Regions from separate parts of the Ovis aries genome. Here region 1 is linked to region 2. A link is a contact called in public Hi-C data. All regions are on one chromosome and are shown on one strand. Each heading gives the region's core, a stretch centred on a gene start, on an enhancer-like site or on the middle of the called end of the contact. The rest is flanking DNA. Distances are from core to core; before and after follow the strand shown. Region 1 overlaps CMTM7 (CKLF like MARVEL transmembrane domain containing 7). Region 2 overlaps CMTM8 (CKLF like MARVEL transmembrane domain containing 8).

Evidence for each region. A called contact is a pair of places that touch in the nucleus more often than the background predicts.
Region 1: a contact with region 2 is called in a Hi-C map of blood, with 2.9 times the contacts expected there. The contact joins two enhancer-like sites. A contact is called at or near these places in 2 of 16 Hi-C or Micro-C datasets (blood and skin fibroblasts).

The regions. Positions count from the first base shown.
Region 1 is chr19:6,886,355-6,891,692 of ARS-UI_Ramb_v3.0, reverse strand. The region is part of intron 3 of CMTM7 (CKLF like MARVEL transmembrane domain containing 7); the gene reads right to left. Among named protein-coding and RNA genes, the nearest start is that of CMTM7, 48 kb to the right of the region's middle. Within about 2 kb of position 1,887, at least 11 of the 54 cell types and tissues checked have an H3K27ac peak or open chromatin away from gene starts, as enhancers often do.
Region 2 is chr19:6,787,215-6,792,425 of ARS-UI_Ramb_v3.0, reverse strand. The region is part of intron 1 of CMTM8 (CKLF like MARVEL transmembrane domain containing 8); the gene reads right to left. Among named protein-coding and RNA genes, the nearest start is that of CMTM7, 51 kb to the left of the region's middle. Within about 2 kb of position 3,340, at least 6 of the 54 cell types and tissues checked have an H3K27ac peak or open chromatin away from gene starts, as enhancers often do.

The DNA.
Region 1 (5,338 bases), core at 638-3,137, 100 kb before region 2:
CAGTGGATCAAATGAGTGGGTCCCGCGAGCAGGTTCTTATGAAAGAGAGGCAAGCACCGTCAGAGCAAAGCCACCCAAACCCCCCACAAAACTACAGCCTGTACTCCGTAAGTTCAGGAGCACGCGGGGCTTCCCCTGGGAGGGGTGAATCCGGAGAGCCGATCCATACCTGAATCTTGTCCGCGCCCGTCCCATGGCTTTGGTTCACCGGGTCTGAGGGGAGTCAGCTCGCACCGAGTAGGTCTTCACGCGCAGGACTCGCTGACTCAGTCCAGGTTCCCGCGTTGCTTCCCACGTGCAAGCTCACGACTCCTCTGGTCCGCTCTGTCCGCCCCTTTTAACCCTGTCAATCACCTGTCTTGGCTATTGTAAAATAGATTCATCTGTACAGCGGTTTTCCTGGGTTGCCTTTTTCCTGGCATTCCGTGGCCTCCTTCCTTACCCAGGAATTTTACTTGGAAGGTGACTCACTTTTTGTTCAAACGACTCGCTCGTTTGAGAATCTTGGCGGCTTTCTGCCTGCCCACTTCTTGCGGGGCCTGTGGGGGGTTGCCCCTGGCCTTTCATCGCTCCCTCCAGGCTATTTTCTTTCCTTGGAAGAGTCAGATGCTCCGAGCTCCAACCACTGGGCTCAGCAACCTTCACTACTGTCTTCCAAGGTGGCCCCTGAGTAAGGCAGTTAGTTGGTGCAGCGGCGGCCTATTTTTGACTTGTACTCACAGACCCAGATGGACTACCTACCTGGGCAGTGAAGCCAGTAGGAGGCTGCCGAATGGACCACTCTGTGTGATCGTTTGCAGGGTCCCATGGGAGACACTGTATAAAATCTGCCTCAGGACAGTCTGGGCGTCCCTGGTGGCTCAGACGGTAAAGAATCCGCCTGCAATGCGAGAGACCTGGGTTTCATGCCTGGGTTGGGAAGATCCCCCGGAGAAGGGCATGGCAACCAACTCCAGTATTCTTGCCTGAAGAATCCCATGGACAGAGGAGCCTGCCGTGGATAGAGGAGCCTGGCGGCCTACTATCCACGGGGTCGCAAGGAGTCGGTATGACTGAGCGGCTACACACAGGACAGTGTGTCTCAGGTAAGGAGGACAAATGTATCCACTGACTGCTGTGTCCAATTAGCCAGCATCACCCTACGGGCAGGAACTCTCCCGTAACTGCGGGCTGCACACCCATGGCAGGGTCCACAGGAAAGCTCTGGAGTGGCAGTCAAAAGCTGTCCGTGAAGCCTGCGGCCCAGCTCTGTGCTTGCGCTGGAGTGAAACTGGTCACAGCCTTTGCGCGGCAGACACGCGGTTCTTGGCTGGATTAAGAGAGGGCGCGAATAAGGGCTGAGAGGATGCTAAGTGTTGCCTGAAACAAGGTGGGGGCGGGGGGTGGTGTGTCTGTTACAGCAACATAGTGAAAGGATGACCTACGGCATGGAGTCCTTTTCGTTTAATTATAAAGAATTGCCGTACTCATCTGCACTTTTTAGGCAATACATCGAGCGAAACTAGAATTATGCGGTAAGAAAAGCAAAGGTGTGGTGAATGGAGATTTCGAAAGAAAGGAGAACCAGGAGCGGGGATGGGGTGGGAAGCGTGTAGTTACAGTTAAATGTGGTCAGAAGCCAGTGATCAGCGCGTGAGCATCACGAACTAGGGAATTATGATGCGTCTGAGTGCCTGAGGTTCCAATAAAACCTGCAAGTTGTGCTTCTGATCCTGAACCCTGGATTCGGATGTCTCGGCTCTCCGGGCCGGCGGCGGCGCTCCCCACGGCCACCAGAAGGCGGCGCTGCGGGCGCGGGGAGCCGAGCAGCCTCCGGCGGGGCCGGGTGCTTCTCCGCAGAAGGAAGCCGAGCCCGCGGGGAGCAGTGGCGGCGCCCAGAGGCGCGGCTCGGGCGGGGGACCCGGCTCCCGGGGGAGGGCTCCGCCCGAGCGGGCGCAGGAAGCAACTGACTTCCTGCGCCCCCGCCCCTCCCCGGCCTGCCCGAGGACCGCCGCTAGGAGTCGGGGGTGCTCTGCAAACCAGCTGCAGCCAGCCCACGCAAGTTTTGTTTGGCCTAAAAATCCAGATTTCTACTTCTCTCAGTCACGTGGGGCTTCTGGCGACCCCGGTGGCGCTTGCGGCCGCCCCTCCACGTGCATCCCCGGCCCGGCGTTTCTTTCTCCTTTTTTGTTTCGACCAGATCAATAGCTTTCTGGCTATTGACTATTTAATCCCTCTTCAGAACTGAATCCGGCGCAACACTTCATACTAGAGTTTCCTTTTTTGCACAACTCTATATAGAGTTAATCGTGTTCTCTTTTTCTTGGCAGTGAACCCCCAAGAAGCTACCAGTTGACTCAGTCTCCTTACAAGGTCCAGAGGCACCAGGTATGGTCACCGCGGCCTCCAGAGGAAGTTTCTCCCGGTGTTTGGCCCTCTCCAACCTGGACTGGTTGCCCTGTCCATTTGTCTGGTGTCTAGTGGGCAGCCTGGCAGCTCCCTTCAGCTCAAGGAGTGCTTTTTTTTTTTTTTAAAGCAGAGAAGTCCCCCTTGTCAGTCGAAACTACGCATGAAATCCCATTATATAAAACTGGAAATATGGCATCCATATAAATTATTCACTTACATTTATAACACTGACTTCTAATGCAGTCAGCCTATAAGAGGAGTGACCTTAACTACATGCCGTTTGGAGTAAGGTGCTAAATGGGGCTGTAGCCTCTTCTGCTCATTCATCTACCTGTTTTTGGTGGCTGGAGGTGGAGGAAGCCTGGCTCATCCAAGATATCCTGGAAGGTTCTCAGAAGTTCACCTCGCATTCCTGGTGCCTCCCTGGACCAGGCAAGGTGCAAGGCCAGCCTTCTCCTAGGGCTGTGTGAGGCGGGGTTCCCACTGTCAGTGTTTGCCATCAATAACAGAGTGTGCATCTTAAGATGTTAATATATATTTTGCACATAACATCAACATCTGGGGACTTCGTTGATGGTCCAGTGGTAAACATTCGGCCTTGCAATGTAGGGGACCAGGGTTCAATCCCTCGTTGAGGAACTAAGATCCCACATGCCTCGGGCAACTAAGCCTGTGTTCTGCAGCTACTGAGCCTTGATGCCGCAACTAGATAGATCGAGTGCGCAAGGAAAAGATCCGAGGGCCTCAACTAAGATCTGAATCAGCCAATTAATGAGTTAATTTAAAAAACAGGATAACTTCTTTTAAAAATTTAAAATAAAAATTCACCTCTGTGAGCCCCTGTTCACTGCTACAGTCCAGAAACTGCCCTACAGTGGGGAAGAAGTGGGACCCAAAGGCCTGCCGTATCTCCATGGCAACAGAAGGTAGCAACCCAGGCTACGAACGAGGCCTGGGAGGTGGTGGCACAGGTCTGGGCCAGCTTTGGGTCACCTGAGCATCCTGACTGAAGGCCCAGGCTAAGGACGGAGACTTTAAGTCCAGGCCGAGCCTCCAGGTCCAGGGTGAGGACCTGGACTCAAACCCCATCTCCAGCCCTGACCTCATGTGCCCTCGGCTTTTTCCTGGGGTCTCCACCCGGCCTTTGGGACAGGTGGGCTTCCTCATGGGGCCCCTGGAGGAAGGGCCAGTTCTGTGGCCGCACCTGGGAGCCTCACTGAGCAGAAGTGTTTCCTTGTGGATGGTGAGAAGCGTCTGTGCAGAGGCCTGCCCCATGGAGGGCACCACCCCACCCTCCAGGTCCCTCCCCAGGGCTCTGCCGCCTGTTCGTGGGAGACCATGTGGGCCGACCCACTTTGGCCTCACCTCCCAGGGTCCCTGGTGTCAACACCCTCTCCTGGGCCTGCAGTGGTCATGACGAGTGAAAACTGGCTCTCGGTCCTTGGGGCAGGTCCCTGCAGGTCCCATGCCCCCTGTAGTGGAAGCGCGGAGTCCTAACCATCCTCCCACCATGGGTTCAAATGTCCCTCCTCCCATATCTCCGCTTGGTCCTGCCGGGCTGGGACTGCTTGGTGGGTCACCTCCCTGTGCTGGGAGCTGGGGTGGTGGGGACAGAGTTTGGCTTACTCGTGGGCACTGCCCCTGAGATGACAGACCTGTATTCTCTAGACCTGCAAGGCTTAGCTGTTAGAACATGGTGCTGGCCTCTGCTGGGCTGAACTGTGTCTCTCTTTCTCCATTTCCCAAGAAGCTTGTCAGTTACTTAGGAGCCTTAGACAGAGGGTCCTGCGTTGCTTTAAGAGAAGAAAAACTCTTGGTGAAATATACGTAACAGAAAAGTTAACCATTTAAACAATTTTTTAGGCGTTAATTACATTCAGATTAATGTGCAGCCGTCACCACCATCTCCAGAATGTATTTTTTGTTCTTTTGGTGGCATGTGAGTTCTTAGTTCCCCAACCAGGAATCAAACTTGCAGCCCCTGCAGTGGAAGCAAAGAGCCTACCCATTGGACTGCCAAGGAAGACCCAACCAGAGCAGAATATTTTCACCTTCCCAAACAGAAGCTGTGCCTACCCATTAAATACTCCCCATTCCGCCCTCCAGACTCTGGAGGCAACCAATCGCCATTTTACTTTCTGTCTCTGAATTTTGCCTACTCTAGGCACCTCTTGTAACTAAAATCATATAGTATTTGTCCTTTAGTGTCTGGCTTGCTTCACTTAATATGATGTTGTCAAGGTTCATCCATGGTGTACCATGTGTCAGAATTTCCCGCTTTTTTAAGGCTGCCCAAGTTGCTTTTGAGTCTTATGTGAATTACGCTGGTTTCCACCCTTAATGTACTTTGAAAACACACAAGTCTGAGGCCAGGATAATATGCATTCTTTCCTCTTCTCCCCTCTGGTGGGCACATGAACCTAGTGGGTCCTCAGGTAGCACGTGCTTCACTCTGGTTTTACAGCCTTCTTCTAATTTAGTAAGAACTCCTGCAATTGGCCAAGTTAACATTTTATTTAAAAACACATACACAATGGGAACAACAGGAAAGGGCCCGTGACACCTCCTAGTTGGTGACTGGTTGACCGCATGGTGCTACCACGAGGCTTCACTTTTAAGGAAGAGGGTACCTTCAAGACCGGATTTCCAAGCGAGATAAATTAGATGGCTGTGTTTTCAGAAGAGACGTTAAGGCAGTGCTCCTCCCGAGGGCTGGAGAGAGGGACAGGCTTCACAGGAGTATTCAGAACCCCCTCCCTCCATCAGCTTAAGTGGGGGGTGGGGGGTGGGGGGCATCAGTCCCTGAGGCAGTTCTAAAGCTGGAGGAAGAGATCAGATTTTCCTGGTGGCTGCTTTTCTTTCCCAGACAGGGAGGAATACTCTCTGATGAAGTGTGTAAGGCTGCAGAGAGAGGCTGGACCTGCTTGGAAGCCGGAAGAAGAGTCCTTCC
Region 2 (5,211 bases), core at 2,091-4,590:
GGACATCTCTAAAGCACCTCCAGAGGATCAGATGGACTCGTCATTAGAGCAAAAGGGCGCTGGCCGGTAAATTCAAGCTCCTGCCTTGCAGCGCAGGCAGAATTCCTCCAACCCCCATGATGGAATTCTGATGGGATCTTCCAACAACCTTCCCTCAAAGAGGCACCCATGTGACTTTTTTCCTTTTTGGCCACACCTTGCAGCATGCAGGATCTTTGTTCCCTGACCGGGGATCAAGCCTGTGCCCCTGCCATGGAAGCACAGAGTTCTCACCACAGGACTGCGAGGGAGTTCTCCCGGGTGGCTTGTTAAAATCCATGTAGTAGTTTCGGGATATCTGAGTTACTGAGAAAGAGAAAAAAAAAAACTCAAAAATTTTTTTTAAATCACCCATACCTTCACTGCTCCTTCCCCCGAATGTAACTTACATAGCGAATGTTAGCGTGAATTTCCTACTCTGCTTTTGTTTTGTTTTGAAATGTCCTTTGTTTGCTACCTCTTTTCTAAAGATTAAACCAGGAAAAGAAAGGCTGGATACGAGAATCCCAAATGACCCTGCAAGACGCAGGGCCAGCCCAGCACAGTCAAGGGTAACGGGCATCAGAGGCGGCAAACCCTCCCCTCACCCACGGGCAGGGGCCCACTGAGCGCTGGTGCCACCGTACGAAGCTTCCAGCCCCGACTGGACTTCGCTGCTCAGTCACCCAGTCCTGTCCAACGTGACCCCGTGGGCTGCAACAGGCCAGGCTTCCCTGTCCATCGCCATCTCCCAGAGCTTGCGCAAACTCAGGTCCACTGAGTCGGTGATGCCACCCTACTGGCTCACCCTCTGTCGCCCCCTTCTCCTCCTGCCCCCAATCTTTCCCAGCATCAGGGTCTTTTCCAATGAGTCAGTTCTTCCCATCAGGTGGCCAAAGTATTGGAGTTTCAGCTTCAGCATCAGTCCTTCCAATGAATATTCAGGGTTGACTTCCTTTAGGATGGACTGGTCTGATCTCCTTGCAGTCCAAGGGACTCTCAAGAGTCTTCTCCAGCGCCACAGTTGGAAGGCATCGATTCTTCGGCGCTCATGGACAAGGCTGCTGCAGGGTCTTAGTGTCCACTCTCGACTTCCTGCTGGACCAAACCCTTGGCTAGGATCGCTGCATCAGCAAAAACATGGCTGGGCTCTCAGTGAGTGGGACTCTGAGGCAAAATGAGATACCACGACACCCCAAGTTTGGGACCCTTTGTGGGCCGTGAGTCCAGCATGGGGGCAAAAGAAGAAACTGGTTTTCAGCTCAGGCATGAGTGCTTTCTGATTTAAACTCAAATCAGCTTTTCTTGCTACAGCACAGGGGCAATGGAGTGAGGCTTTTCACAGTTCAGAGAAGGGGGTTAAAGGTGTCTAGAGATCAGCCACTCAAGTTGTATGACCTGACGCCAACTCCCCGGGACACCTCGCTCTGTCTACACGCCGTCACAGCTCCCTGACCCCACAGGCAGCAGCTGTGCCCACGTGGGTGCCATCCACCCGCAGGCACTGCTGACTACACAGCTGTCAGGACAACCTTCTGGCGATAGTGTATCTCTAACTGGCGGGGCTGCCGTGACCCCAAACTGTGAAACAGTTTTGAACCTTAAATTCCTAGGGATGCTACGCCATAATTTTCATTAAAAGGTGATGCCGTGGGATCTAGCAGATAATAGACGAAAATTCACTAAGCTCCACGGTTCCTATCAACCCATATTCAAATCTGAGAGCAGGTTTTAGAAAGGAATCTGGTGAAGAATACATATATTATATATATGTAACTGAATCATTTTGCTTCACACTCGAAACTGGCACAATTTTGTAAATTAACCATACTTCAGTTTTTAGAAACCCAACAGCAGTAAATGCTCAGATTTGTTTCTAAGCATTTACTACGTGCCTGGCAGTGAAGCATGAAGAGCTCAGATGACACTGAGGTTGTGAATGGGGTCAGAGTCCAGTCTCCTCAGGCCCTATGTCAGCGCCCCTCCCACAGTCTCACCCAGCACCCCGGGGTTCTGGGGCAGGACTGAGTGCTTGAGGTGCCCGAGGATCGCTAAGGGTTCAGTCACTAAGTCTTGTCCGACTCTTTGCAAACCCATGGACTGTAACCCGCCAGGCTCCTCTGGCCATGGGATTTCCCAGGCAAGAATACTGGAGCGGGCTGCCATTTCCTTCTCCAGGCGATCTTCCCGACCCGCGTCTCCTGCACTGGCAGCACGGTTCTTCACCACTAAGCCACCCGGGCATTCCTACCAAGTTATCTTGTCTCCTTCTGGGCACAGACACAGAGATGGGGAGGAAGAGCTCGTACGTTTGCTTCTCCTTGTACGGAAAACTTGACTGACTACCCTGCAGCTTGCTTGTCTTTCCCTCTTTATGCCACTAAGGTCTCTAATAGCCCACAGACACGAACCTGCTTCTGCATTGTCTGAAGCTGCTGAGAGCAGGACCATTTGGCCTGAAGGCATCTTCTCACCCAGAGCAAATCAGACACTGGAGGCGGGGAGGGAGGGGGCGTGTGACTCATCTATTTTTCTGGAAAGAAAGCTTATGCCTCCTCCATCCTGAAGGGCTAATGTTAACAGCAATGGTGGTGATAATACTAATAGTATAAACAGTGCTGTGTATGGGTGGGCGCTCCGCCACGCCTGACCCTTTGTGACTCCCCAGGCCCCTCTGTCCACGGGATTCTCCAAGCCAGAATACTGAAGTAGGTTGCCACTTCCTACTCCAAGGGATCTTCCTGCCCCAGGGATGGAACCCGCAGCTCTTACATCTCCGGCACTGGCAGGCAGGTTCTCTACCACTATCGCCACCTGGGAAGCCCATAATAGAGCTACTGCTAATAGAAAAAAAGAAAAATCCCATTCTCCATCTCCCTTTTTTCTCTTTTCTTCCCGAACTGCGTTTCTAACAGGAATGAGCTTAACGTTCACCTCAGCTCCTTCTTGAGGCAGTATCCTCCTGTCTTCCCAGAGCTTACATCGGCCAGACTCCCCTGCAGCTTTATGCCCCTTTGCACATATTCCCTGATCATGGTCCCCCACGTGTACTTTTGTCCCAGACTGGGGGTTCCCAAAGTATGGTCCCCAGACCAGCAGCAACATCACGTGAAAGTTTCACTCCAGACCTACCAAGTCAGAAACCCTGTGTGTGTGTGGGAGATCAATGAGCTTCGATTTAATAATCTCCTGGATGATGCTGAGGTTTCAGAATCACTGCCCTGAATAGTGTCCGCCCCGAAGTCCCTTCCCCCACTGTCTATGCCACAGCCTGAGCACGGCTAACCGACATCCATTCTGAGGAGGGCTATGCAGCGACGAGAGGCAACACGACGGATGGGTGTGTAGTGAAATGCACTGAGTCAACAGCACAGAGCTGACTGCAAAAGAAACGAAGTGGGAAGATTTATGCAAATACAGTTGTGTTAAGATCTCCTCGAAAGTCAAGAAAACATTTCATGGGCAAAAACAACCCCAAAATCAAAGATTTATGTTTAAACCCTAAGTACGGTTGGCATTGTAGAGGGAAAGGTGGCTAACGGGTAAGTAGTAAGATGCCTCGCAGGGGCAATGCCAAGGTCTGAGCAGAAGAGTGGTTTTGTAACCCTCCACACTGACTCACCCGGTAAACACCAACGCAAAGGAAGTTCCTGTTCACAGCCTGCTGCGCCAGCTCCTCTCCAACAGCTAGGGTGGCTTGTAAATAAAAACATGAATGTACCAGAATGTGGAGGTCCTCTACTGCCTCTTTTCCCAACGAGGCGATCAGCTTTGTGGTTGCTCACTCGCTCAGTCGTGTCCAACTCTGCGACCTCATGAACAGCAGCAGGCCGGGCTTCCCTGTCCTTCACCACCTCCCAGAGTTTGCTCAGACTCATGTCCACTGAGTCGGTGATGCCATCCAACCACCTCATCCTCTGTCATCCCCTTCTCCTCCTGCCTTCAATCTCTCCCAGCATCAGGGTCTTTTTCAGCAAGACAGCTCTCCGCATCAGGTGGCCAAAGGACTGGAGCTTCAGCTTCAGCATCAGTCTTCTGAGCGACTTAATTCTCTTCAAATACCCGGTGCCTCGTATACTGCAAACATTTGCTGACAAGTCATATAAAAAGGAGCTGTTCCACCCTGCTACTCCTGACATTTTGGACCTGATATTCCTTTGTCAGTGGCAATGTGTGTGTGTGTGGCAGATGATGGTGTCTGTTCACTGAAGCGTGTTTTAGCAGCTCTCCTGGTAAAGAATCTGCCTGCAGTGTGGAAGACCTGGGTTCAATCACTGGGTTAGGCAGATCCCTGGAGAAGGAAATGGCAATCCACTCCAGTATTCTTGCCTGGAGGACTCCACGGACAGAGGAGCCTGGCAGGCTACAGTCCGTGGGGTCAAAAGGAGTCGGACACGACCGAGTGACAGACTGCCTCTACTTGGTAGATGCCCATAGCATCTTCCTGGTTGTGACAATCCAAAGTGGGTCCAGATTTTGCTATATGTTCCTTATGGGTCAAAACCACTCCCTGGCTGAAAAATCGGTGTCATAAAGGATTGGGCTACATGATGCTACGATGCTGAGAAGGCACTTTACAAACAGTGAGCATGTTTGAAACAAACGTCTGAGACGACCAAATCACACCATGCTCTGCAGAATACCTCCCCAGGAGCGTTCAGATGGCCAACATTTTCCCTTAGACGGTTCACATCCACTGCTCCAAACTAACGTCTTAGCTCACTTCCCTAAGGGGAAAGAGGAAATACAAAATCCACTTGATATATGTATAACGGATATACTTTGCCATACAGCAGAAACTAGCACAACATGGAAAACTGACTAACTGTAGTAAAAATTTTAAAAATAAAATAAAAAACAAAATCCACTCAAAGTTTCACATCCATGCAGAAAGATTCTAAGGTTTTAGCCAAGCCTATTATTTTATTTTTAATTTAAATAGTTGATTTCCATTGCTGTGTTAGTTTTAGGTGTGCAGCACACTGATTCAATTACACTTTATTTTTCTCAGATGCTTTTCCCTTATAGGTTACTACAAAATGCTGAGTATAGCTCCCTGTGTTATACACTAGGTCCTTGCTGGTTATCTATTTCGCACTCAAACCTTTTATTGACAAAGTTTCAGTGTCCCTTTAAGTCAGCAGTAGACAGTGCTGACTCTTCTCTCAACTCTGCAGAGGTTGTTTATCCAGC